Regions from separate parts of the Mus musculus genome. Here region 2 is linked to region 1. A link is a contact called in public HiChIP or PLAC-seq data. All regions are on one chromosome and are shown on one strand. The core of a region is the stretch at or near the end of the contact, and the rest is flanking DNA. Distances in the headings are between cores, read along the strand shown. Region 1 overlaps Col17a1 (collagen, type XVII, alpha 1). Region 2 holds the start of Gsto2 (glutathione S-transferase omega 2).

What was found. HiChIP or PLAC-seq counts read pairs in DNA pulled down with a chosen protein or histone mark.
Region 2: a CTCF HiChIP or PLAC-seq map of the NIH/3T3 cell line shows a contact between it and region 1, with 10 read pairs. The contact joins the promoter of Gsto2 here to the enhancer-like site in region 1. A contact is called at or near these places in 5 of 39 promoter capture datasets (the 3T3-L1 cell line, 3T3-L1-derived adipocytes, cranial neural crest and 1 more), 3 of 15 datasets of contacts at CTCF or cohesin (the NIH/3T3 cell line and pro-B cells), 34 of 484 Hi-C or Micro-C datasets (the 3T3-L1 cell line, the AML12 cell line, B cells and 26 more), 1 of 115 datasets of contacts at active chromatin or transcription factors (pancreatic cancer cells) and 4 of 9 other capture datasets (adipose tissue, embryonic stem cells, liver and 1 more).

Annotation. Positions count from the first base shown.
Region 1 is chr19:47,654,743-47,660,445 of GRCm38.p6, reverse strand. Col17a1 (collagen, type XVII, alpha 1) reads left to right here. Exons shown (of 54, transcript NM_001290825.1): 32 at 429-455; 33 at 1,186-1,221; 34 at 2,948-2,983; 35 at 3,281-3,361; 36 at 4,228-4,263; 37 at 5,178-5,255. Among named protein-coding and RNA genes, the nearest start is that of Col17a1, 34 kb to the left of the region's middle. Within about 2 kb of position 1,380, at least 94 of the 459 cell types and tissues checked have an H3K27ac peak or open chromatin away from gene starts, as enhancers often do. A contact at or near this core is called in 3T3-L1-derived adipocytes, the AML12 cell line, the C2C12 cell line and 14 more, where this site is marked.
Region 2 is chr19:47,862,914-47,869,331 of GRCm38.p6, reverse strand. It overlaps Gsto2 (glutathione S-transferase omega 2), which reads right to left and starts at 3,538. Exons shown (of 9, transcript NM_026619.2): 1 at 3,403-3,538. It overlaps Gsto1 (glutathione S-transferase omega 1), which reads right to left. Exons shown (of 6, transcript NM_010362.3): 5 at 5,850-5,953; 6 at 4,542-5,035. The coding sequence ends at 4,882.

The DNA of each region.
Region 1 (5,703 bases), core at 131-2,630:
AGAGGCCTTGCTAGCATCTCCACCGAGGGCCAAACAAGAGCAGGATTCTTAGGTCTGTGGGAAGAGTAAGTCAAAACCAGATACGGTGTCCATTCACCCAGGAACCCCGACTCCTTGGCTGGAGCTAGGTGCAGTGTAATGGAGGAGCGATGGCAGCATTTGACCTCATGTGTATATGTGGGTGTGTGTGTGCAATGGAACATCTGTTCATTTCACAACAAAGCTCACAGAATGGCTCTCTGCCCAGAGATGGAGGACTCTGGGCCCTAACCTCTGAGCCCTTCACTGCCACGCCCACCGGCTCTGGGGGCAAGGTTGTGTTGTGTTGTGTTGTGTTGTGTAGTGTTGTGTTATGTTATGTTGTGTTGTGGCTCCTTGGAGCAGTCCTTAACCCTTCAACTCTTGGTCCTATGTCTTCTTTTCTGCAGGTCTCACAGGACCCCAGGGACCTCAGGGTGAGTCATGCAGTCCCCGGATGCCATCTCCTGCCAGGACAGGACAGGCGCTATAGCCAGTGTCTCTCTAGTTACACAAGCCTGTCCTTCCCTTTCCCATCTCCAGTAAAACAGACTCGGGTTCTGTCACAGTGAGTGCTAATAAGGACCATAAGGGTGGTGGGGGGTGAACCCTGCACAGACCATGTAGGTGACATTCTGATATCAGTGATGCCAGATCCGGTTTGCTCCGTGCTCTGTCTCTGGTGCAGGAACACTCAGGAAGGATACTGCTGGCTAGGAATTCTCTTAAGAAATCTCTACCATGCACGCACATCCAGCCCCTCACTCTCTCTAGTCAGACAAAGAGAGTCATACCAAGCTCTGCAAAGGCCAACACGTGCTGCTAACTCTGGACACAGCAGTCAACAGGGAGAGGGACAGTGACAGCCTTGTAACCCAGAGTGACAGGGATCCTCCAGAGCCTCTGTCTACCTCAACCCAACCCTGCTGGGCCTCCATGTCTCACAGACAGACAGACAGACAGGCTTCTGGGGGAGAGCTCTGTGCCCACTCCAGGTGACTTCAGGCAGGGCCTGAGTGGATCCTGCTGCTTCTGTCAGGCAGCCCGTGTGGCCACACTGAGTGGCAGAGTGCTGGCTGGTTACTGCCAGAGGGGAGAGAGGGAGGGCAGACATCCAGAGCTGCGGGGCCTTAATCATCCTGACTGACTTGTGTTTAATCACATCAGGACTTCCTGGTAGCCCTGGCCGACCAGGGACTAAAGGTATGTGATTTCTCCCAAGGAGCTTTTTTTCTTTTTCTTTTTCTTTTTCTTTTTCTTTTTCTTTTTCTTCTCACCAGCCATTTTTACAGCCGGGAGGGGTTGACAGGCAGGAAGGTCTGCTCTGACCAGAGCCTGGACCAACAGTGGCATCTAGTGGTTCCAAAGGAAGGCTGAGAGGAGGGAGTGCCGAGGCCTGAGTCCTCAGGCCCACTTGTTCCAGGCTGAACCCTGAGGCTTATTTTCATGTCCCCAGGTCCTTGTGGCAGGAAGATAGGAAAGGAAGCTTGCTTGCTCCCAAGCTTTCTAAGCCTATTTGACTTTTAAATGCCTCTAAAATACTCCTGACGCCAAGGTCTACTGAGACCAGAGCCACCCTGATTCCCCCACCCTGTCCCAGGTGTGACTGAGGACAGCAGAGACGCAGAAAGAGGTGTCTATAGGAAGGAAGAGGTGCCTTAACCCCACCAGGGGACAAGTCAAAGGACTATAGGGTGTCTGGCTGGGGCAATGCAATGCCACACAGGCTCAGAGTAACACTCTAGTTCAGTCCTGCCCATCAGACCCCAGCCCTGGGCAAACCTAGGAATGCTGGGTGCTCAGGGTCACACACACTCTTTTCCGTCCTGTGTCCTCACTTTCCTGAGCCTTGGCACTCTTCATCACAAACATCCCCAAGTGGGACCCTAGAAAGAAAAGGTTTGAAAAACTATTATTTCTAATGAGCGGCTGAGCCACAAAGATCTTTGCGGATAAATGAGCACAGCTGTAAAATATGGCAGCCGAGTTCCTACTTCCCAGGCCAGTGGACCTCTGGTGGCTTCCGTAAGGCCTCATAGGGTTAGGGGAGACCATAGAGTATTCCTTGGGGGCTGCAGGCTCTCCTGAAGGAGCTGCACTTCAGACGCAGGTTGTCGATTGTTAGAGTGTACTCTCTCCGAGCAGTCTCCTGCCTTGGCCTTGAGCCCTGGCTGGGGGAACGTGAGCAAAGCGCACCCTTTTGCTCTCCCTGAGAGGAAACCAAAGCCACCCTTCCCTGTGGGGCTTACCATCATTGTTCACACACCTTAGCGTCCAGGGAAGGGCTTTGGTCAAAGGAGCGTCTCTGGTTAGTTCTAGGAGTAAAGCTGAAGTGTGCCAGGCAGGCTCTCTCAGCGAGCCTGGCTCCCAGCTCCAGAATTCATGCCCTCTCTAGTCCTTTGCCAGCCCCAAGCCCATCCAGCCATGGATTGTTAGTCAAGAGGTGCTGGAGTGGTGGATATGTACAGAGACCCATGAGTCCTGCATCCTCTTGCTGGAAGCCCTTCACTCACACATCCTTTCTTGTCCCTCAAGACCAACGGTACACAGGGAATTCACCCATGGGATCGTGACTTTTATTTATCCTTTGATCTTCAGATAATTTCTCCGACTATGGCCATTACAGGAAGAAAAGATGGGGCGGGGCTGAGAACGAGACTCAGGTTGGCCCCCATTCTGGCCTCGTGGAAGGGCACATTCCTCCACAGCCTCCCAGGAGACCCCTTCTCTGAGAGACGACCAAAGCTCTGGCCCTGGGTCTAAGTTGAGAGATAAACACTCAGTGTAGCATAGGCTCCCTTCATTACTACAATCCCATTAGCTTGAGGGCAAGAGGACCACAGGTGGCCCTCGGTGCAACCAGAGGCTCTGAAAATGATTCATCAAGCCACTGGTTAATCCTCTTGCCCACTCCCTTTGTCCTCCCCAGGCGAACCCGGCGCTCCCGGCAGAGTCATGACTTCAGGTAGGCAGCCCAGGAGGGTACGTCCCTGAGTTCTATTTGCCTGTCCCATGTGGGCCATCTGCCTCAATGTCAGCGGGTGGCGGGTGCTTAGGGAGGGATGCAGGTGAGCCCAGACCACCATGTTGTGGCTCCTTGGCCTGTAGTCAGCCCAGGGAAGTTAGGATGTTGGAGAGATGAGAAGGAGAGGTTCCTGTCTTGCTGGCCTACAGCCTACTGGGGTCCTGGCATGGCCTGCAGCCTACTGGGGTCTTGGCACCTCTGAAGGTGACATGTGTCCCATATTTCTTCTGTTTCCAGAGGGATCATCAACAATCACTGTGCCCGGACCTCCCGGACCTCCTGGTGCCATGGGTCCCCCAGGACCTCCAGGGACGCCAGGTCAGTCTGTTCTCTTGCTCTGCCCCCAGTCAGCAGCAGGCTGTGGAGACAACAGATTCTAGGCACATCTGTTCAAATCCTGACACTGAGGGCAGGGACTACGGAGAGGAGACTTATAAGGGAGGAGTCTGATGCTACACTCAGCATTTGCTGAGACACCGAGACCCAGAGTGGGTAAATTACTCCCCTAAGGTCACACAGCCGACAAAGGGCAGGGGAGGGTTTCCATCCAGACCTTTCCGTCTCCAGAACCGGAGCAGTTGATGAAGGTTCCTGAGCTCTTTGTTTCTTAGAGAAATAGTACGACAGATTTATCTGGGGCAGCCCGAATGCTGGTGCTCAGTGAGGCTCATGGATGTACCGCCATGGTTGCAGAACTGTGTAGCAAAGCTCTGGGGAGGCTAGAGCACCACCATCAGGGGTGTGTGTGAGTTCTGTGGGTACAGCTGCCTTCTTACAAATGTAAGCAAACCCCCAAAACACTGCTGAACTAAAATAAAGCAAAATATTAAAGAATTGTGATTCCTACCCCCCACCCCCATTTTTCCAAGATGCCTGTTATCTTGTTTTATGTTTTAATTATTTAAAATATTTGTATTCAAATTAAGAACAGGATTTATACCCAAGGCAAGTGTGCCCTGTTCCTATGCAGGCATGCTCCAGTGAGCAGTGGATATTTAAGTGACCTAGATGTCCCCAAGCAGTAAAGATGTGCCCCACCTCAGGCTCCCCTTCCTGTCAGCTTTACAGGACTGGCCTCTGGTTGCTAATCTGCTCTGGGAGACTTCCTGTGTCCCCAGGTACCTGCCCTTTTCTCAGCTTTGGGGGAGGGGCTGTGATTTAGCTTTTTCTATAACTGTTTGCAGGTCCAGCTGGCCCTGCTGGTCTCCCAGGACAACAAGGTATGCATCACCCTGTATAACCACAGGCTGTGGGCTGGGGGAGGCTGGGGTGGGATGGGGGTGCAGTGGGGGTGGGGTTTAAGTCCCTGAATGATAGATAAAGGGGGGGGTGGAATGGCAGGGCCTCTTGTCTCCACAACAGGCCTCTCCTCACCACAGGCCCTGTAGAGCCTTTACCTGCTCTCATCTCTCCCATATTTCTGAGAGGGTCAGGGCTCCTCAGGACAGGAAGACTGAGGAGTTCTGGTCAAGGTTCTGGTCAAGGTTAAGCAGACCATTTTCATAGACCTTGGGCTTCAGATGACCAGACTCTGATTATAACAGTACTGTCCAGTGATTTGTCCAAGTATCAAGATAACAGAAGTAGCAGCCATGCTCACAGTCAACTATTGGATGGATCACAGGGTCCCCAATGGAGGAGCTAGAGAAAGCACCCAAGGAGCTAAAGGGGTCTGCAACCCTATAGGTGGAACAACAATATGAACTAACCAGTACCCCCAGATCTCATGTCTCTAGCTGCATATGTATCAGAAGATGGCCTAGTCGGCCATCATTGGAAAGAGAGGCCCATTAGTCTTGCAAACTTTATATGCCTCAGTACAGGGGAACGCCAGGGCCAAGAACTGGGAGTGGGTGGGTAGGGGAGTGAGGGGGAGGGTATGGGGGACTTTTGGGATAGCATTGAAAATGTAAATGAAGAAAATACCTAATTAAAAAAAAAAAGAAGAAGAAGTAGCAGCCATTGTTGCCCTGGCTTTCTTCCCCCTTATTTGTCTGTCTTTCCTCCTACAGCTGGAATGCAGCCTCTCTCCTCTAGGTCTCTCCCTTCCTTGCCACACCCTCCTTGAATCTGCCCCTGCCCCACAGAACTCCACTGAAGCAGTGTGCGTGCTAACCCTGTGTCCTCCCCACAGGCCCACGAGGGGAGCCAGGACTTGCTGGTGACTCATTCCTAAGCAGTGGCAGCTCCATCTCTGAGGTCCTCTCTGCCCGTGAGTGCAGGCACAGTCCAGGGCAGGTGTCGCTGGGGATGACACTGTTGTCAGGTGTCGCTGGGGAGGGAATGGCAGGTGTCGCTGGGGAGGGAATGGCAGGTGTCGCTGGGGATGACACTGTTGGCAGGTGTCGCTGGGGAGGGAATGGCAGGTGTCGCTGGGGATGACACTGTTGGCAGGGCGCCAAGCAGCTGTACCAGTGAGTCACTGCAAAGTGTCACGTCAGAATGGCCATGTTCTCTGCTCTGCAGTGGGAGCTGGTTAGAACAGCAGAGAATGTCTGGTGTGAGAGGCACAGTCACAAGAATATGACAGCTGGCAGGCCGTGGCCTTCCAGTAGGACCTGGGTCAGATCAGGTGTTGGGAGTGAGTGTGACTGGCAGGAGTCAAGCAAACCTAACTGGGGAAGCAAGGATGGGTGTCCTTGGACTCTCCGTCACAGGAA
Region 2 (6,418 bases), core at 2,289-4,788, 210 kb before region 1:
ACTCGGTACTGGTCAACTTGATCTCTACATCACATGTTATGATTTATATTTTGGTATTTTTTTCAGCTGCTTAAAACGACAGTCCTGAAAAGCATTCTTAGCACTTTGAGCTGCATAAAATTCAGCCAGCAGCCTGAGTTAGCCAGGTGGTTTTGATTTGGTCATTCATAGCTGTTTATGTTGCAATGGCTGAGATAGCAACAGTCAGGAAGGGAATTCTACTTGCAAACTGGGAGGTTCTATTGTGCCAGAAGGGCAAACATTTCCAGCTTTCCCCTCACGATTCACTCCTTCTAAAGGAATCGAAATCTGAGAACAGCAAATGTCATTTGTAACAGGTTTGCCTGAGCAAGCTGTTGTGGTATGTGGTATGGTCCTAAAACTTGAAGTCTGTGGCAAGGGGATCACAAATTTGATGCCAATTAGGGCTACAGAGTGACCACTGTCTCAAGATAAAAAGTATGTCTGTAATATGGGAGGTCACGTTTTGAGATACAAGTCTATTTGGAGAAGTTAGGACAAAGGTAGAACATATTCTCCACCTATGGGAGGCAGTACAATGTCAGGAGTCTCAAAATGGGCCATGGAACCAGATGGGTTGTGAGACCTGCCTTGGTCCTTGGGCACAATGCTTAGCCTCTCTGCCCTCCATCTTCCTTGTTTAAGATGACAACCACCAGTGTGTATATGATGGTTTTGACTATGGAGTGAAATTGTGCGGAGTTCTATCTCAGTGACCCTCAAAATTAAAGAGAAATACTAATGAGTAAGAAGGCATTTTTATAGCATGATGCCTTCCCATTCTGCACCCATGAAGAGACACACATTGCAATTCAGCTTGCCGGGCATATGAGAATTAGAATCTAACTCACCACACTATTTCCCCCGTTAACAGTTTAATGCTGGCTGAGTGTGCTGAATGCTTCAGGCTACATTTCAGTAATGTGATTTTTTTTAATCTCTCGAAAGATCACAACAGTTTTCCCAGAAGGATTTTAATCATGACCTTTAAGCTTGTTCTCTGCTTCCTCTTAAAATTTCAGTAGGTAACTCCTAAGTGGTTTTTTTTTTTTTGCAAATGTTCCATCTATGCTATCCCGTGTTTGCATCTCTGTTATATTGACCAACTCAAGCACAAAACAATTTTAATAAGGTCATGGAAATCTATTAGAAATAATTTTTCAGACATCTGAAATATAATCATATCCACTGTTTCTCTGTGTGTGAAGGTACACACACACACACAGACACACACACACAGACACTCAAGGTGTGAGCTTGGATGGCAGAGGCCAGAGGTCTTTTGAGATGGGGGTCTCACCTTCTTACCTGGAACTTGCTGATTCGGTTGAGCTGGCCCCAAAGCCCCAGAAACCCACCTCAGCTTCCTCCATGGCACTGGGATTACAAACCCGGGCCACCACACCAGGTCTTGTTTGTGCGTCTGGGGTTGGAAGTCAGGTTCTTGTGTTTGTTCAACAAGCACTTTACCCACTAAGTCATCTCCCCAGTCCCTGAGCTGCTTTTCTAAAAATAGAGGAATCTCTGGTCATGGTGATTAATGATGTATGTATTTACAGAATGGAAATAATTTCTTCACTCGATTTCAGTTTGTTTTAAGGAAAGGGGGGCCTTTCTTTCTTCCTTTGTCTTTTTTTTTTTTTTTTAATGTAATTCTGGCTGTCCTGGAACTTACTCTGTAGACCAGGCTGGCCTCAAACTTAGAGACCCACCTGCCTCTGCCTCTGCCTCCCAAGTGCTGGAATTAAATGTGTGCACTTTTATGCCAGCTTGAGTTGTTTGTTTGTTTGTTTGTTTGTTTGTTTGTTCGGCTTAAAAAAACCTTTTGGTCACAAGTCTAATATTAGCAGATGCTAGATTATGATTGTATTTGTCTCTTTGAATGCCCACTTGACATGAAAGATCACATTACTGGGTGTCCACTATTGTTCACTGAACTCCTTGGGCCAGATGAGGGAAAGGGTTCTACTCTCACAGCTGCCTTTATTCAGGGCTTGCAAGGAGCAAGGACCATAGGGAAGCTCATGTCCCAATGGCGTTAACGTTGGGACATATGAAATGAGGTGACTGAAGTGACCACAGGAGGACCTTCCCATCCAGGTCAGGAAAACTGGGTCAGAGGAGACCTTCTTTTAAAGTGCTTGTTTTCTTATCCCTGTGTCTTTAATGACATGTGTGACACATTTATACACCCTGATAATAATATTTGAATAGTCAAAAAGCAAAATTTCAAGAGTCTGACATCAAAGTTTGTAAACGCGTGCAAAAGCAGCAACATCGCCTGCCGAAACCAAACCATGATAGGGATAGGACAGGGACGTGCCCAGAATTATTGCCAGGACCTTTTTTGGATATCAAGTTCCACGGATGCTCAACAACTTTATATAAAATGGCGAAGCATTTGCAACTCACCTACCCACACACTCCTAGACACATCAAACCACCTCTAGATGACTTAGAATAGCCAACACAAGGTAAACGTTGTTACACTGCATTGCTTAGGGGATACTGACATGAGAAGTCTGAATATACTCAGTTCGGATGTAATTTTTCTTTTCTAGTCTAATTAAATTGGAATGATGTGGAATCCATTGATAACAGATGATATTATTCTGTCTTGGCTTAATCTCTAAATGTAAGAGCTCTTAGGAAAAGGAACTTTATAGATATATAAACTTATCTAAAGAGCAGTCTTTTTTACAACAAACATAGGCTACATTTGAATCGCTCCACCTTTTAGTAGCTGGGTTACTTTGGGCTAATAATCAAAAGCTCCAACAACCCTGATTTTCTAACACACTGGCGTTCTAATCTGTAATGCGGAGGTAAGAGTACCATGTGGTTTAGGGAAGTGTTATTAGGATCAGTATGGCAAGCATCTAATACTTAGCATGTGTCTGTCATCTAGCAAGGACTTAACATTAGCTGTTATTGTGATTACTATTATTTGAACGTAGCAGGGACGATTTTCGTAGCCTTCAAAAGACAGGCAGTCTCAGAAACGAAATTCTCCTGCCTGTCTGTGTCATCAACTAGTTAAGCCGAACTGAGGTACGAAACTCCAGATCTGTGGAACTCTGCGTGCCTGTCTTCGTCCAAACTGGAAAATTAATTTCAATGACAGGTTTCTGGCTTAAAGAAAACTCAATAATCTAAAACTATTGACTATTCTTTCTTCCTTACGATTTCTTTACCCTATTGCTATATTCTAGGCTCCCTTACACATTTTTAGTGAAATTTTTTATAAAAAGAAAAAGAAAGAAACATTAGCTATGGTTAAACATTTGGGTTTTCTTTTAAAATGTAACTGCAAAATTAAAAGTTGGCGATCCTATTCTGAAAAGCCCAGATTTTACAAGTCCCCCAAAGTTCAGAATTGACCTCAAAATCCTTTTCCCTTCCGACACAGCGCAGGTGAGGCCGAACCCCCCAGTGGCGGTGGCAGAAAAAGCATCTCAGAGCAACCTTCGGGCGGCTATGGCTCCAACCCGGAGTTGGGACGCCCGGCGGCCGACGCGGAGGCGGGCCCGCCCCTTCTCACGGTGCTACCCCGCAATTGGCCGCCGAGCCCTGCGCTCCAGCCAATACCTGGCTCGTCTGGAAGAGCGAGCCAATAGGCGACCGCGTTATAGCAGCTTGCTCGAGAAACGAGGGTCAGGCCGGAAATCTATGGCTACCTAAAGAGGAAGTCGGTAGCAGGCGGTTCCTCTCAGCCGCTGGTCTCACATCCTACTGGGAATCCGCGAGGAACCGCCAGGGCCTGCCCGGGGGCTGGGGGCCGGCGGCACAGATGGCTCCGCTCGGAGTAGGACGCTAGTTGTCCCGTTTGTGAAGTCAGCCAATCCCTGCCTCCCCAGGGTGCGGGCCCCCCATCACCGTGAAGCTAAACCCTAAATGCGGCGCTGAGCTTTGCCAGTTTTGGCGCCCTTAACGAATCACCCCCGTGGTTGTCGCAGGCAAGCCAGAAAACAACTACAGAAAACCTGGCGGTCGGTGGGTTGCCATTCTTAAGGGCATTCATTGTCCTCCAGATCCTTCTGCCAACATCTTAAGACCTCACTTAACATCTGGACCAGACTCACCATCCCTAGAATGGAGTGAGGTTCCCAGACTACCTGTCTTATGGAAGTGATAGAAGTATTAAGATTAACCTTTCCCATTGGGAGATTTCATCCATTACTTATTCAGTCTTATATACTGAACTGGCTAGTGTGATTTTAACGGTATTGCATGTGGCACACCTATAGAAGACAGAACTATATCTGCCTTGTTTGGAAGGAAGGATTTGAAAGGGCTAGAAGTAGGAGCTAGTGAGATCGTTTGGTGGTTGTTTGCTGCTCTTCCAGAAGGGAGATTCGTTTCCTATCACCCCACAGCCTCTGCCGGTATCACCAGCTCCAAGGGATCCCGTGCACGCACACACACACACACACACACACACATTTTTTAAGAAATTAGGAACTGAGAGCTCAAGCAAGAGGCTACCCCAGTCATGTTGACCTGAGGTGGTTTGGACTCAGTTTTCGATGCTCACAAGAGGAATAAGAGATTTAATGATGGAAAGTATGGGGAAATCACAGTTTTCAGACATGAGTAATCAAAAACTTGACATTTTTCTTGATATCCAAATCTAGATGTCTGTATCAAACCAGAGGTGATGGCCTTGGGGATGGCAGTGAAGACTGTTAGGACCATTAGATCAGATTGTTCTGAAATAGAAATACAGGAGTGGGGCCCTGGGGGGCACCGCTTAGGCCAGAAGGTCAAATTATGAGAAAGGAGCCAGTGAGAATACTGGACAAAATAAGCATGATATTCAATCAGTGAGGGGAAACAGCATTTGCTGAGGGCTCTTGCCCTTCAGAGCCCATAATCACAGGCCTCGGGGCTGTCCTGTAGGTAGAGATTTAAGTACTCGCGGTAGGTCTTGGCATCAATTTTGTGAGAGGATGCCACAGGGTCTTGCTGCATGGCCGCCATCCAGAGCTTGAGCTTGGGGGTGTGGGCTAGACACCTGTGGGAAGACAAGATGAGAGCTGTGAGCCACAGGAGCTAGACCGGCATCCCAGAGTCTCACCCACCACTGCAGTCTATCCCCCTAAACTCTTAAAAATTGATCTTGAAACGCAACTCTTTAAAATGCAAGCCGTAGACTAAAAGGCTTTAGCTTTGAGTGACATTGGGGTCTTTGTTTCTCAGAAGAGGAAGCCGAGTTGAGAGTTGCGTGGTCAGTCAGCAGAACTTCAAACTGAGAGACTGACAGACAACAGCCTTAAATGCCAACTTTCTATAGGAAACGGGAATAGAGGTAGCCCCAGATTGCCATGAGTTCTAGGACGTAGAAGTAAGCCAACATGGCTGACTGCAAACTCAAAGCATGAGTTTTAAAGGCAGTGTGGAACTCTTACAAGTAGGCGGGAAGTAATAAAGATGTGTTAATACTAAGGTCTCAACAAACAGGGAAATAAAGAACACCATTTGGTTAATTAAACTTGTACTGATGGAGGGTACATATGCCTAAAATTATCTACTTGTACTGATGGAGGGTACATATGCCTAGAATTATCTACACCCGTGAGGATTTTTAGCCTGCAGAGGGTAAAATTTAAGACCCTGATATCATAGACAGATGATATCCTGTCCTCCCCTGGGGCTGAACATGGGAATGAATGGGTGACCTGACCGGTTGTGTGTACCCCCAGGACTTTCCTTTCTTGCTGACTCAATTCATGCCAGTGACATCAATATTTATCTAGGTTCAGAAAAATTCCATATGTCATAATACAGCCCTCACCCTAAACTATGCACAAAATATTCAAATGTCTTACTCCTTGAGCTCCAATGCTTCCAGTCGCTGAAACCAAGGCCAAGTAAGATAATCAACCATAGAAGGAGAATCCCCACCAAGGAAGCTCTTGTAATTATCCATGCCCTGATTGTTAAAGGAAAAATAAGACATCATTAAAAACAACAGAGGCAAATTAGGTAGAGAATGTCAAGTCTCTTGTTATCCTGATATGGTCAACTTGGATTTTAATATGATCCAAAACCCTCCATAACCCAGCAGTTGTAATTGGAAATCTGACAGATAGTGTGCCACTGGTTCTCAACCGTCCTAATGATGCGACCCTTTAACACAGTTCCTAATGTTGTGGTGACCCCAACCATAGAGTTATTTTCATTTCTACTTCGTATCTGTAACTTTGTGACTATTGTGAATCACGATGTAAATATCTGGGTTTTCCAATGGTCTTAGGTGACCTCTGTGAAAGGGTCATTTGACTCCCAAAGGAGTCACAACCCACAGGTTGAGACTGCCATAATATACAGACATGTTGGGAATACAAAGGTCCTTGTGCTCATAGGAATGTTAAAACAGGCAGGGTTGTCTTCTCAA